Regions from separate parts of the Sus scrofa genome. Here region 1 is linked to region 2. A link is a contact called in public HiChIP or PLAC-seq data. All regions are on one chromosome and are shown on one strand. Each heading gives the region's core, a stretch centred on a gene start, on an enhancer-like site or on the middle of the called end of the contact. The rest is flanking DNA. Distances are from core to core; before and after follow the strand shown. Region 1 holds the start of LOC106506012. Region 2 has its middle 46 kb from the start of CDK1.

Region 1 (6,762 bases), core at 801-3,300, 120 kb before region 2:
GAGAAAAAGCATGATGTCAAAAAGCCAGTTAGTGATAAAATAAGGCCTTGGCACCGGCTGACTCTGGTGCAAATGCAACTGACAAAACCTTAGAAAACTACTTCTGTGTGCCCCAGTTTCCTCTTCCATAAAATGGTGATGTTAATAATGCATCTACCTCATCCGTTGTTATGAGGCTTAATTGAGAAAATGTGTTTGAAACCTTCTAGTTTAGCCCATTGCCTGCCGCATGTGAAGGCCATAATACATGTTGATTCCTATTTCTTTTGAGTTTCTACACTATTTCTTAGCCCCCAGGGCAGTTTGAAGAGAAATGGCTTGCAATAAAGAGGACTGATTGCCAAGAGTGAACAGGGTTAATTAACTTTTCCCAAGAAATGTGTTTTTGAAAAAAAAAATGTACATTGATTAAGGCTTTCAAAATGGAGTCACTTTTAAATAGACACAGTGGAGTCTGCTTTGTGCCAAGTAAATGATCACCCCCTCGTGTATCTGTCTTGAAGTTCATAGAGGAGACTTTCATACTTGTTTTTTATTGTCCTCTCTTCTGGGCATCAAAGATTGGAGACTATTAACTCCATTTCCAAAGACAGTTCAGGGAAGATGGCTTAAACAAAACAGGTTGTCCTTAATACCTTTCCTTGTAAAAACATTGAATTTCATTATGCTTTGGGATCTCTGGGGGATTCAGAGAGCACTAGTCAAGATTTTGTCTCCAAAATGGAACATAATCTAGTGGGAAGAGAAGGAATATGCAGTGAACTAAAACTCATCTGGGGATCCTGGGAAGGGAGAATATTCCATCTGAGAAACTGAAGATAATTTCTTGGAAGAAAATGAGGGATAGAGAGGTTTGTTTGCATTTATAATTTTTCCTAATATTCTGTTTCTTGAGGGATAACACAAAGAGACAGCCCTTGCAATCAAATATGGCTCTCTTTCCCTTTTGAGGTTTGTATCCTGCAGAACCTCAGGAATCCATGACCTGAGAACTCCTTGGGGATTAAGGACACATTGTTGCCTTCTTTGTATCCCCAGTCCTCACTACACAGCCTTATCACTAAAGGTTTATTAAATGAATGAATCCCTTAAGGTAGCTGAACACATCAATACCTTTACCCCCCAGCTGGCTTTTTCTAGGCTGTGTGTGAGGGGGTTTAAAGCACACTAATTTTAAAAGGCCGACTGAAAGCTCCTTGAGGCCCTGCAACAAGTGGGTTGTGTTCATTGTCACCTCCTTAGCTCTTGACAGAGTACCTGCCCTACTATAGGCACTAAACAAGTATCTGTCCTGCAAATGCTTGAAAACTACCCCTGGTCCTTTCCTTCAGAGCTCACAGTCAGTCTGGAACGATGAGACAGAGTTCATGAGGGATGACTGCAGTGGGTATCTGAGCATTCTGACAACCCATGAGGGGCCAGAAGTCAATTTCACTTCCTCACTCAGCCATGTATAGGAGGTTGTGAATCGCCTCCTTATTTCGGGTGGGGACAGCCGGTGCGTCCTTATGCCCCTGCGGGGACCCCCCTCGAGCCAAGTCACAGAGGCAGGTAACCCAGAGGGGGGGAGCCTGCCGGCACGTGCAGCGCCCAGGGGAGGAGGAGGCTGGGCTAACGCAGCCCTTAGTCAGCAGCTGGGTTCGGGTTTTAAAACAATAGCCTATGTCCTCCCTCGGAGTCCGCGGCCGGTCAGCTCTTAGGGGGAAGAAAGCCATGCTGCCCAGCCGGTTAGTGGCCCAACTTACTTCTCCAGAGCCTGGGACAAAGGGCCAGCAGTTGTACGGGAGTGGGTGGGGCGCCGGGGACAGAGAACAGGGGGGCACAGGTCGCCCGGCCCCTTCCCTGCCGGCTGCGGGCGGGGAGGGCTGGGGTCTTCCAGGTTCCGTGCACGTTCCTTCCCGGCAGCCCGCCTCCCAGCCGGGGCCCCCCGAGTCTGCAGGAGGCCGAGGCACCCTCGCCACCCGCGCCCCAGCGCCCAGACACACCAGGCCCGGGTTTCATGAATGAAATCCAATCGCGTGGATATAAATAGCCGCGAAGCTGCTCACGTCACCCAGCGAGCGGCGGCCGCCACGGCGGCGGAGCTGGGTGCCGAGCGCTCGGCTCCGCCCGGTCAGGCAGCCTGGGAACGGGGTGGGGGCCTGAGGAAAAGGGGAGGGCTGGGGGCGGAAAGGGGCGAGCCCCTCTCGGCCCGCACCGGGAAGAGCGGCCGCGGCGCCGGGTGAGCCCGCCAGGCCGGGCAGTGCCATGCTGCCTTTGTGCAAAGTTGGGCGGCGGGCGGCACGCCGCGCGCAGGGGCCCCGCACGCCCGCGAGCGCGCGCGGCCGTGGCTGCTGCTGAGTGGCTGGGGGCCCTCCCCCCCTGCTCCCCAGCCCTTGAAGGCGGAGAGAGCTCGCGTCCCGCTCGGCTCCGGGTAGGTTCTGTGTCGTGAGTGCGCTATGCTATGAAACTTCTCTGAGCAGCTGCCGCCGGAGCCCCCGCCGCCCCGGCCCCGGCGGGCGGCAGGTGGGGGGCCCGGGCCGCGCCACGCGGCCGGCAGCGTCCCAAGACCGAGTGGTGGAACCCAGCTGCTCTGGGAGCCGCCCTCGCCCCTCTGCGAGGCCGGGAAGCCCACACATCAGAGGCCAGCAGAAGAGATTTCTAGGAGCGCCCGCACAGCCGCACCCCTAACTTGGAGCAGAGAAAATGCACAACAGGCACCCTTAGCAGACGGGCTGCGCCAGGGAGAGGGTGGTGCCGCGCGACCAGAGGGCTCCTTTCCCTGGAAGGACAGTGTTGGGGAGCCAGAGGGACTGCGGAGGGGGATACGCTAGCCCCTTGGGCGCTTGCACCCCCTGGAGAGTTAGTTGATCGGTCAGCCCACAGTTTGGTGCTCCCCACCCCCAGCCCGTGGCCATGGAGTCTGTTGTGAGTTGCTGTGACAACAGGAGGAGCTGCCATGGGCTTGCAGCACACCTTACCCAGTCTCTGCGTGCTCAGTTTTCGGGGAGAAAAACAGGGTGGGAGTGGGAGGAAGACGTGCAGACAAGGGAATCCAGCCCCCTCGGGGAGGGGGGGGGAAGGGAATGGAAGGCGCAACTATGTGAAAATATATCATTAAATCCTACTGTTAGCTCCGCCGTTTCTATCCTTAACGGTATCAAACATCTCAACTGAGGAGCAATGTCAATATTTAGACTTGGACAAGCCAGAAAGTTAGAAGGGAGTGCCAAGCGCAGGGTTTTGACTTGGCTTTGCACGTCAGCACACAAGCTGTGCCTTTAGAGCTGACTGTACACATTTGCTAGGGGAAAAAATGCATGAAGATTGATATATACACAAAGGCACCCAGACCCAGGAAGATCTAGGAAGTTATGACCAGATGAGTCGCCTTGACTTTGAACTTCCCCCAACCTGTGCTGTCCCAGGCAGCTCTGCTGGACCCCAGCCAGACGCTCAGCTTGAGGTTTCCCTAGTTTGGGGCTCCCCCACCACCAACCGGGCTAGTGCTGCTTATTCTCCGCTGTACTGCGTACAAAAGTACTGTTATCAGTAGTTTTCATCTTTGAAACTGTCCTCTCAATGTCAGCAGATATAAATAGCCAAAAGGCTCTATTTGTTTGATTTCGGCAAACTCTAGGCTTTTCTAAACATACGCTGATAAGTTTGTTTACAAACACTTCAGAAATTTGGAATTATATTTCATTTGCAATAACTCTGTAGATGCAGAAGAGAGTCACTGGTTGCTAGAAAAGAAACACAGTCTCTTTGCAATACAAGTAATGTCTTCATACTGCTCCGCAGATGGGGTAGGCAGCAAATTATCATCAAGCAGAGTTTCCTCTGGGATTCGTGGGTTGTATTTGGACATATTAGTGTTTAACTTGTTCATCTCAGTGTGGAAGACTTTGAAAAATCATTATGAAGTAATAAAATCATAGTCAGTGTTCTAAACTTGCCCGTTGATTGTTGTTTTCTCAAATCGCAACAGTAGTGTAAATTGAAGTCCACAGGGCTATGTGTGTGTGTGTGATCCCAGAGGTGGAAATAGAAACACAGGTAGCTTGGTTTCATTGTCACAACAGTATAACTTATTAACTACACCAGTGTAATTTAATAGGAAAAACTGGAATCATTTGGACTTTTGTTTATGATATTGTCTAAAAATATTTTAAAGGAATAGCATGTCCACTTCTTTGACTTCTGTATTGTAAAATGTCTAGAAGGTTTTCCTTGTTCCTATATATGGGTGTGTGGCAAAATGCTTTTTTGGTATCAGCCCCAAATGCTCAGAAATACATTTTCAGAAATGCTACCTACAAAGTTACAGCTCTTTCGGGAGGTATATGACCCCAAGAAATGCCATTAACACGGACACTCAGCAAAAGTAAAGCAGATTCTGCCCTTGGGTGTGGGGTGCAGGGGGAACAATGTATGTTGAAAGCGTCAGCGGCTCCCCATGTGTTCCTGGCAAGCAGTAGGATTTATAAAGTATTTCTCTCTTTCATGTAGGTAAGTCCAGCTGGGAGCAGGGTATTCTGTTCTTCACTTCCAGCAAGCCAGGTCAGTGTCTTTGTGCAAACCCATTACCAGAGATTGATGACATCCTGTGTCTAATTCTGAGTGTGCATTTCAGAACAAGTGTCTTCCTCGTTTGTCTTAAAACAGTGTGTCCTGGTTTTTTTTTTTTTAATTGACTCAATTATGAATATCACAATTTTAATGATTATTAAAAGTATTCTCCTTACTCTTTGAGTAAAATGGCACTAAAACGGGCCTTGAATCAGTTTGTTCTTTGTAAGAGTCTTTTTGGGGGGGATCGGGTGGTGCCAGAATAGATGAAGATACTCGGGATTTGAGTGCTTGATAATTAGGATTTTACATCTATCCTAATCTTAGGGCTCTAGAGCTGAAAGAAAGTTGATATAATAATAGTTGACATTTTGAGCATGAACCAAAGTTCAAGTAATGTGCTGCATTCTTTGCACTTCTGTTTTCATTGTGCTTTAAAACAAAACAAAACAACAACAACAAAAAAACCCTGTGAGGTGAAACTACTCTCTTGGTCTCCAAAGGACAGGTGAAGAATTGAAAGTTAAGAGAGGTTAGGTAACAGGTTCAATTTTCTGCTTCTAGTAAATGGAAGAAATAGAAAAAAAAATTTTTTTTTAATTCTGTCTTACTCCAAAACCTGAATTCCCTAGTTTGGAAAACCTTCTCCAATAGAGAAACTGGGGCCAAGAAAGGTGAAGTGACCTAACTAAAATAACGTAGTAATTACAGCTTATGTAATAACCTTCGGTGGCACAGCTGTTACCAAAAAAATAAATTCCATTCTCTTAAGTAAACCAGCAAAAATTATAAGCATTTATGTGTACTTTCTGGCATGGCCCCAGGTACAAATTTAAGAAAGTTTTTACCATGGGGTCTCTTGTCTTAAGGATTTTACAAACAGATTTAAAAGACAAGATATTAAACATTCATGCAGAAAAAATGAGAAAATAAATCAAGACCATACATGCCAAAAGTATGAATTGAGGGTAAATGGTACATTTAGGAGAAGTTCCGCATTTTCCACCCTGTGGGATTACTTTGCAAACCCTTGTATACATGGGGGAAAAATTTCCAAGCACATTTTTGTCTAGATAGATAGATAGGATGAGAGTTTAGAGAAAGACAGAATGTAGAATTTCAACCCTAGAGGGAGAGATTATGCATTCCTTTAGAACCGCTAAATTACTGTATCTCAGACTCAAGGTGTTATTGCTTCAAAAGTGTTGAAACAAAATTGTGAGCTGTCTGAATCTGCACAGCATCTTTGAGAAAGCATTACAGTTTGGCATGGTACTTAAGAGTACTGGATTCCTTCTGGAACCTCAATTTAAAGATAAATCTCAAATGTGCCACACAGATAAATTTGGATACATAATAGATAAACCCCAACTAAAGTGCTGGAAAAGGCCAGTATTTAAAGATGAAGCAGGACATTTTCAGTTTTTGTTGACAAACTTCTCTTCTCTCCCCTTCCACACTCCCCTCCCACTTCTTATAGAAGAACTTGTAACATTTGTTAATCCTTCTCCGGGAGTATCATGTAAATGGGAAATAAAAAATGAAATGGGGAGTAAATGACTAAAGAGGCCTTTCTGCATCATCTTTTTGAATGTACTGATACCTCCAACTCAAGCTAATAACTCTTAAAGCTTAATTAGTTAAGAGATACATTTAACCGTTTAAGGAGTTGTTATAAGCTGTCCTGAAACAACTTTATCCTGTAAAAGTTGTTACTATAGTGCATCATTACAAAATAGATTGTAAGAGTACTATTAGACTGGGAAGATCCTGCTACAGGTTAAGACCTCATCATCAACTGATATTGGGTTAGCTATGACAACAGTAGATTGCAAATTATCAATAAAACAACTATAAACTATAATCACTTAAAGAGTAAAATTATACTCTGCATCCTGTAATATTAGCACCAAAAGAGATTTTAGAAAATACATAGTATCTCTAGTAATAATTTATTTATTTATTTATTATTATTTTTTTTTTTTGGTCTTTTTTTTAGCTATTTCCTGGGCCGCTCCCATGGCATATGGAGGTTCCCAGGCTAGGGGTTGAATCGGAGCTGTAACCACCAGCCTACGCCAGAGCCACAGCAACGCCGGATCCGAGCCGTGTCTGCAACCTACACCACAGCTCACGGCAACACCGGATCGTTAACCCACTGAGCAAGGGCAGGGACCGAACCCGCAACCTCATGGTTCCTAGTCGGATTCG
Region 2 (7,796 bases), core at 1,590-4,089:
CCAGATCCTTAACCCTCTGTTATGGGCCAGGGATTCAACCCGTGTCCTAGCAATCCAGAGAATCGCCAATCCCGCTGCACCACAGCAGTAACTCCAACACCATTTTTACTTGAAAGAACAACTGACAAACCATGGTTATCCAGAATTGGGAATTTAGTGGACATGTTCTCAAAATAAAGTAAACCTGTCCCTTCAAAGAAAACGACTCACAATATTTATGGTCAGTAATAAAAATTTGAGCTTTCAAGTGAAAACTCAAATTTTGGAAAATTTGTATCCACCACTGTGAATATCAACAGCTTCTCAATATCTAAACACTTTTCTGAAGAAGTTAATGGTGAGGTTAACAAATGCGATTTTTTTTTTTTTTTGGTTACTATATAAAGAAGTGGGAACATTTGGAAGATATGTATAACTCAGGGAGCCAATATTTTCCAAACGACCAGTGTATAATGTTAACAAAATCATTCATTGGTAAAAAATCCATTCAGAGTGCATGATAAACCAGTGGATTTTAATGTAATAGAGAACAAAACGTTCACTGATGTGGTTTCTGATTTTACACCACAACTAACCTTAAGAAGCTATCACTGACTGAGTTTTGGTGTAGTATCAAAGATTATCCACAATCATGGGAAAAGGCTACTAAAACACCCCTTCCTTTTCCAATTACATGTGTATTTTTCTCTTTTCTTTCATATACTCTAAGAAAAAACCATATTGCAACAGATTGAATCCAGAAGCAGATATGAGAATTCAGCTGTTCTCTATTATGCCAGACATTAAAGATGTTTGCAAAAATGTAAAACGACATTCTATTCACTATCTTTTTTGTTCGATAAAATATAGTTATTTTTCATAAAACATCTATTCATGTTACTATGACATAGGTTCATTACTGTTATTTTTGCATAATTAAGTCAATTTTTTTTTCCTTTTTGGCCACACCTGCAGCATATGGAAGTTCCCAGGCCAGGGATTGTGGCACTATCACAGAGCCAAAGTCGGATCATTAACCTACTGCATCACAGTGAGAACTCCATATTAAGCGCATATTTAAAATTTTCTAATACAGTAAGTATTAATAGATACAACTATAATAAACAAAAGTGCAGAGTCTCCTGGTGGCTCATTGAATTAAGGATCTAGAATTGTCACTGCTGTGGCCCAAGCCACAGGTTCAATGCCTGGCCCTGGAACTTCTGCATGCCACAGGTGCAGCTATAATAAATAAAATAAACAAAAGCTCCTTGAGATCCTCAATAATTTTTAAGAATATAAAGTACTGGAGTTCCCATTGTGGCACAGTGGTTAATGAATCTGACTAAAGAACCATGAGGTTTCGGGTTCAATCCCTGGCCTTGCTCAGTGGGTTAAGGATCTGGTGTTGCCATGAGCTGTGGTGTAGGTTGCAGACGCGGCTCGGATCCTGCGTTGCTGTGGCTCTGGCGTAGGCCGGTGGCTACAGCTCCAATTAGACCCCTAGCCTGGGAGCCTCCATACGCTGCAGGAGCGGCCCTAGAAAAGGCAAAAAGAAAGAACATAAAGTACTTCTAGGATAAGACCAGAAGTTTAAGAACCACTAGCCTAACACATATTACATTATTATATCATATTTACATTACATTAGAGATTAGATTAGAGTTCACTTACATGTTATACTGCACTTATATTATATGTGTTAATATATATTTTATAGCTTTCATAGTATGTTTACTACTGTCTTAACAAATGATGAAAGTTAACATCACCAGTGATGGGACAAATCAACATCACGGCTCCCCATGTAATTTACTGGAAAGACACAATGTAATTCCTATGGTATTCCTAACAAAAATGCACATCCTGAGTCTAATCACAAAGTAACATCACACTGACATTCTACCAAAAACTTTGCTTGTACTTTTCAAAAACATCAACATATGTATTTTAAAAATAGGAATAAAAACAAAGCAAAAACCAAGAAATGGTTTGTTTAAAGTAGCTTAGAGAGGTATGACAAGCAAATGCTATATATGACACAGGGGTTTCTTTTACTGTGAAAATAATATTAATGGCAATTGTAAAAACCTGAATAAAGTCCTTAAATTAGAGAATAACATCTGTTAATTTCTTGATCTAGATTACTTGTACAGTGGTTATGTCAGAGAATGCTCTTGTTTTTAGGAAATACACAGTAAATAGGGGAAAAGTATCATTTCTGCTGTTGACTCAGTTCAGAAGACAATAGGAGGAAAGGGGAGGAAAGAAAAGAGCAAAGGTGGTAAAATTTGAATATTTGGAATCTGGGAAAAGGAAGTTCAGAAATTCTTTGCATCATTCATGTAATTTTCAGTCAGTCCGAAATTATGCCACAATAAGAAAAAAGGGCAAAAGTTTACTCAATGAATACATGAGTGAATCTTTTCCATAGACCCCGATTTCTTCAGCTTCTGGATGTAGATGTAAGAAAGATTAATCGGAGGAAAAAGAGTCTTTTAATGGTCATTATCACATCCTCCCACAGCTTTAACAAAATGTGCTGAAAGTGCGTCCAAAATCTACCTCCCCTTGCAATTTTCTTCAAAGGGCCTTTAACTCTCCAGAAATCGAGGTTTTCATTACAGGAACTCCAAATGACTTTGTTTCTACTTTGATGTGGGGGAAAGAGGGATCGCTTGCCAGCCTCTAACACAACACGAAGAGGAAAGAGTAATTCTATAATTACCCCTGGAAGAATTTAGAAGGGCACTTGCAGTCACATCTCAGCTTTGGCCATCATGAGTTAGGGCAGTTGATCCCAAGCTGCTCTCTATTCGGGAAGGCTCCCGAGGACAGGGCCAGGGGGTGGGACCCGGTATCCGTGACTCTTGGTTCCGCTTCTCTGGTCTGAAAGTGCATCGCCTGTGGCTTGACGGCTTTGAGGGTGAAAAAGGAGCCTGGGCCATCTAGGATTGGCTGAAATGTGTGTGGTTAAGAGTCTAGCCCTCAGTATAATTAAAAGCAGACCTTGGGAGTGAGTGAAGGATTTTTTTTTCTTTCTTTCTTTTTTCAACAACACGCCCTCAATTTTTTTTTAACAATTCAATTCTGCAATGGTCGCCTCGCCCGCCTCCCTCTAGTGGTCGCGAATGGGATCGTCACGGCCAGAGAAGCCATTGTGTTTCTGACTGTGGCTTCCCAGTTCAGAAAGGGGTTGTGAGCTTTGGTTTATTTTAAGAGCAAGCGCCTTTATGAACTAACTGGTTACTCCAACCTAAGTTAAAGACATTAAACCTTAGAGAGGTTAAAGAAATCTCCCGGGGAGCAGAGCAAATTCAAAGAGCTAACCCAGGACAGGAACTTCAGCCAATAGAAGGGTTCCAGCCCCTCTTAGAACGACTTGAAGAGGAACCCAATGGCTTCCCACACAAATGGAGGATCCGCAAATCCATACTTAAAAGAAAATACGAAGCCCTTATCTCCTTATCATTCACAGCCTACAGAGCTCTGCACACCCCACCCAGCTTACTGTCTACTTACCCCTCTCCCAGGCTCTGTGGGCTTCCACCAGCTGCTTTATGTTTAGTATGGAGCCAGCAGCATTGTCTGGCATTAGACTGTGCATTTATGTATCTGTTCACTGTCTTCCACTGCGGAAGTATAAGCTCCCTGAAGGCTGCTTTTCCTTTATTGCCATCTCCCCAACACCTACCACATAGATTCCCATGGTTGACATAAAAAAATCACCACAGCAATTTTTTTTTCCTGATGCCTAGAAACAACGGAAAATTCTTTTACATTTCTGGAGGTCAGAAGTCCGAAAGCAGTTACACTGAGCCAAAAATCAAGGTGTTGGGGTTCTCTGTTGTGGCCCAGCAGGTTAAGAACCCAATATAGTGTCCATGAGGATGTGGGTTTGATTCATGGCCTTGCTTAGTGGGTTAAAGATCTGGCATTGCCACAACTTTTGGTGTAGGTAGCAGATGCGGCTCAGATCCAGTGTTGCTGTGGCTGTGGAGCAGGCTTCAGCTGAAGCTCCAATTTGACCCCTAGCCTGAGAACTTCCATATGCTGCAGGTGCAGCTGTAAGAAGGAAACAAAACAAAACAAAACAAAAAACCAAAACAAAACCAAATCAACGTGTTGGTAAGGCCACACTCTCTCCAAGGGCTGTAGGGTTCAAAGAACAGTCTGTTCTTTGCTTCTTGGACTTTGTGGTGGTGGGTGGCACATCTTAGCGTGTAGCTGTATCACTCTAGTCTTCAAGGCTATCTTCCTCTCTCTCTCTCGTTGCCACTCTCTTAAGGAACTTGTGATGGCATTCAGGGTCCACCCAGATAATCCAGGCTAGTCTCAGGAAATTGAGATTCCTACAGATTAAGTGACTGCCCGTGGTCAGACTGGTAGGAATCAGAGACACAGTTTTGAACCCAGGCAGTCTGACTCCAGGGCCCCTCCATTGCCCTGTGCAGGAGTCTGATGTGTGCTTGTGCTTTTATGGTTCTTTCTTTACAGATGAGCCCAATTAACTATCCTCACTACGTGCTTTTCTAGACACTGAAGGAATACAAGGAGATCAAGGATCCGTCCTTCGCCTTCAGGATATATCTGCTTATGTGGAAAGAAAAGGCCTAAAGTGAGATAGTGGTTACTTTTATGTGATAAAGTGACTTAAAGAGTGCATGAAGGAGCTTCTGGGAGCCTATATTGTCATTTCTTGACCTGGTGCTGGTGACAGTAGTGTGCGAAACAGTTTGTAAAAATTTAGTGCTGTACACTTGTGATTTATGCACTTTGTGTATATTATATTTTGAAAAAAGCATAAAGTTAAGGTCTAAAGTCAGGGGTTGCAAGAGCCCATAAAGCAGTCTCTCCCATAGCACTGAATGTCTAGGCCATTTCCTAGCCTTCTAACTGCCTAATAAAGGGCTGTGAGGTAGGAGGTAAGGGTCTGAGAATTTTCCAGGGCTTTTCCTATCAAAATTCCTAGGGTTAGCCCACCTCAAACTCAGTTTGACTGCAAAGCAGAGTTAAACAGACATTTTAAGTAACAGTTAAAATGTTGCCAATGAGGATTAACTTGCCCCCCCCCAAATCCATAGTCTCATAAATTTGGAAAATCCTGGGCTAAACAAATTCTATCCCTTTCTTTTCTGCAGGACTTGTCAGAGCCTTTAATATATTAACATGATTTCCAAGTTTCCAAAAGAGAGATATATTTTGCATTTTTCCCCAAAACATTTTACTGTGGAAGTTCCTGGGCCAGGGATCAACTCCATGCCCCAGCAGCAACCTGAACCACTGCAGTGACAACCAGATCTTTAACCTGTTGCACCACAAGGAAACTCCTGGGATATTTATTTTCTTAACATTTTCAGGATTAATTTCCTAAGAAGAAAATTTTGGGAAGTGATACTATAAAATTATAATGTATAGATCCAGTTCACCCAAAGATCATGGAGACTGAAAGTCATCTTTCAAAGCATTTCTTGAGGCCTTTCTAGGTTACACTCACTATTCCTCAACAGGCCACAAGAGTTGGTTCAAATGACCCAATAAAATATCCTATAACCTAAATGTCTGAATAAATGATGGGGGTAAGGGGGATAGAGGACAATTAGGGAGCAGAGCAGTGTTGGGGTGCAGAAAGAAAACATTACAATGACTTGAGCTCTACATGATCCTGAAAAGTCCTAAGAGTGGTTCGGTTGAACACAATGATTATTTACTGTGAGGATGCAGGGCTGTCTCCCACAACCAAGAGTGCACCAGGGGACCCAAGGACAAGTTGGAACTGGACACCTGGATGCCATCAAGGCTCCCTGTGACTGATCCTCTGTGCCCCTTTCATTCTTATCTCTCCCGACCTGTAGACCAATGTCTTTGCTTCGTTGTTGGCAAGATGGGAAAGATGGTGACCAACAGTTCCAGAGTCTGTGTCACTGTCCAGTCATCAGGAGAGACACTCAATTGACTTAATCCCAAATCCTTGAGAAAGGGCTATGGGTCAGGCTGTTAGGCCCTGCTGAGAACACTGGGTAGATCACATCGTCTGCCAGTCACACCATTACTGTGTGGGTGGAGGATGAAGTATGAATGCCCACATACAGGTGGGAAAGTGGGAAGACCACCCAAAAAATGGCTGTTCAAATATAAGGATTCGGAGTTCCCGTCGTGGCACAGTGGTTAACGAATCCAACTAGGAATCATGAGGTTGCAGGTTCGGTCCCTGCCCTTGCTCAGTGGGTTAACGATTTGGCGTTGCCATGAGCTGTGGTGTAGGTTGCAGACACGGCTCGGATCCCGCATTGCTGTGGCTCTGGCATAGGCCAGTGGCTACAGCTCTGATTCTACCCCTAGCCTGGGAACCTCCATATGCCATGGGAGCGGCCCAAGAAATGGCAAAAAGACAAAAAAACAAACAAACAAACAAAAAAAAACAAATATAAGGATTCCCTCTCTGTACAGTTGCTTTTTTTTTGTTTTGTTTTTTTTTTTAGGGCCACACTTGTGGCATATGGAATTTCCTGGGCCAGGAATCAAATCAAAGCTGCAGCTGCCAGCTTATGCCACAGTCACAGCCACACCAGATCTGAGCCGCATCTGTGACCTACACCACAGCTCACAGCAATGCTGGATTCTTAACCCACTGATCGGGGCCAGGGATCAAACCCACATCCTAGTCATGTTCTTAACCTGCTGAGCCACAGCAGGAGCGCCAAGGCTCAGCTGCTTTTTATTTTATTTTTATTTTATTTTTTTGTCTTTTTTCCTTTTCTTGAGCTGCTCCTGCATATGGAGGTTCCCAGGCTAGGGGTCGAATCGGAGCTATAGCCACCGGCCTATGCCAGAGCCACAGCAACGCAGGATCTGAGCTGCATCTGCGACATACACCACAGCTCATGGCAACATTGGGTCCTTAACCCGCTGAGCAAGGACAGGGATCGAACCCGCAACCTCATGGTTCCTAGTGGGATTTGTTAACCACTATACCATGATGGGAACTCCGAAGCTGCTTTTTAAAAACACTCTCTGGCCTTCTATGTAAATAAAGACCTTTTTTTTTTTTTTTTTTTTTTTGATGACTCTGGAACTTTCCATTCTCCAGAATCATGATCCAGGAAAGTCACTCTCTACTGACCTGGAGATGTGTCCTATGGAAGGGCCACTGCAGGCTGATTTCTGAAAATCACCTTACCCAAGAAACTGAGAGAAGCTTTTTAAAATGATGTGTTTCTTTCCCTCTGAAATTTGAGTCCACAAAGGGAAATTTGGTTAATTAACATTATTTGTTTTGGGAAGCTGGTCATTTAAAATTTCACTGGGCAGGACTTCAGTTGTTTTCAGCTGTGACGTCCTCCATATTTAATGCCATCATTTTGAACATGGATCGACTACAGAAGTTTTTTTCTCTTGCCTTGGAGATTTTGAACATTGGCCCAAATGGGTTTTTATTTTCCATTTTAAATTATACAGTATAGATATGATGCTGGACTTCTTCGGAGTTAACAGTTTCACTGTGCAGATGTTTCTTGAAAGCCTTTTCAATTCATAGTGTTGGTTAAAAAAAAAAATTTATTAGCCTGGCTGTCTTCCAGTTTAAAAAGAAAAAAAAAAAAAACAAAACTCTTTTATTTTGCATAGAACTGTAAGATTTTCTTTCCCTGTTACTTCCCCACCCCCAGCCACTACATGATTATTAGTATTAAAGATGCCATAGTGACATCTTGTGGTCAACCACCAGAGACACAGCAAAAGCTGATCATGGTGGGACATTAAGAGATCTCCTTCATTCTCCCATAAATTACAAACCTCATTTCTTCATTTACTTTATC

Evidence for each region. HiChIP or PLAC-seq counts read pairs in DNA pulled down with a chosen protein or histone mark.
Region 1: an H3K27ac HiChIP or PLAC-seq map of skeletal muscle shows a contact between it and region 2, with 4 times the contacts expected there. The contact joins the promoter of LOC106506012 here to the enhancer-like site in region 2. A contact is called at or near these places in 1 of 5 promoter capture datasets (liver), 15 of 47 Hi-C or Micro-C datasets (alveolar macrophages, embryonic fibroblasts, fetal liver and 8 more) and 2 of 2 datasets of contacts at active chromatin or transcription factors (alveolar macrophages and skeletal muscle).

The regions. Positions count from the first base shown.
Region 1 is chr14:64,395,216-64,401,977 of Sscrofa11.1, reverse strand. LOC106506012 reads right to left here and starts at 2,050. Exons shown (of 3, transcript XM_021073603.1): 1 at 1,746-2,050. The coding sequence starts at 2,001. The region is part of intron 2 of RHOBTB1 (rho-related BTB domain-containing protein 1); the gene reads left to right.
Region 2 is chr14:64,275,909-64,283,704 of Sscrofa11.1, reverse strand. No RefSeq gene overlaps it. Among named protein-coding and RNA genes, the nearest start is that of CDK1, 46 kb to the right of the region's middle. Within about 2 kb of position 2,839, at least 61 of the 83 cell types and tissues checked have an H3K27ac peak or open chromatin away from gene starts, as enhancers often do. A contact at or near this core is called in alveolar macrophages, embryonic fibroblasts, fetal liver and 7 more, where this site is marked.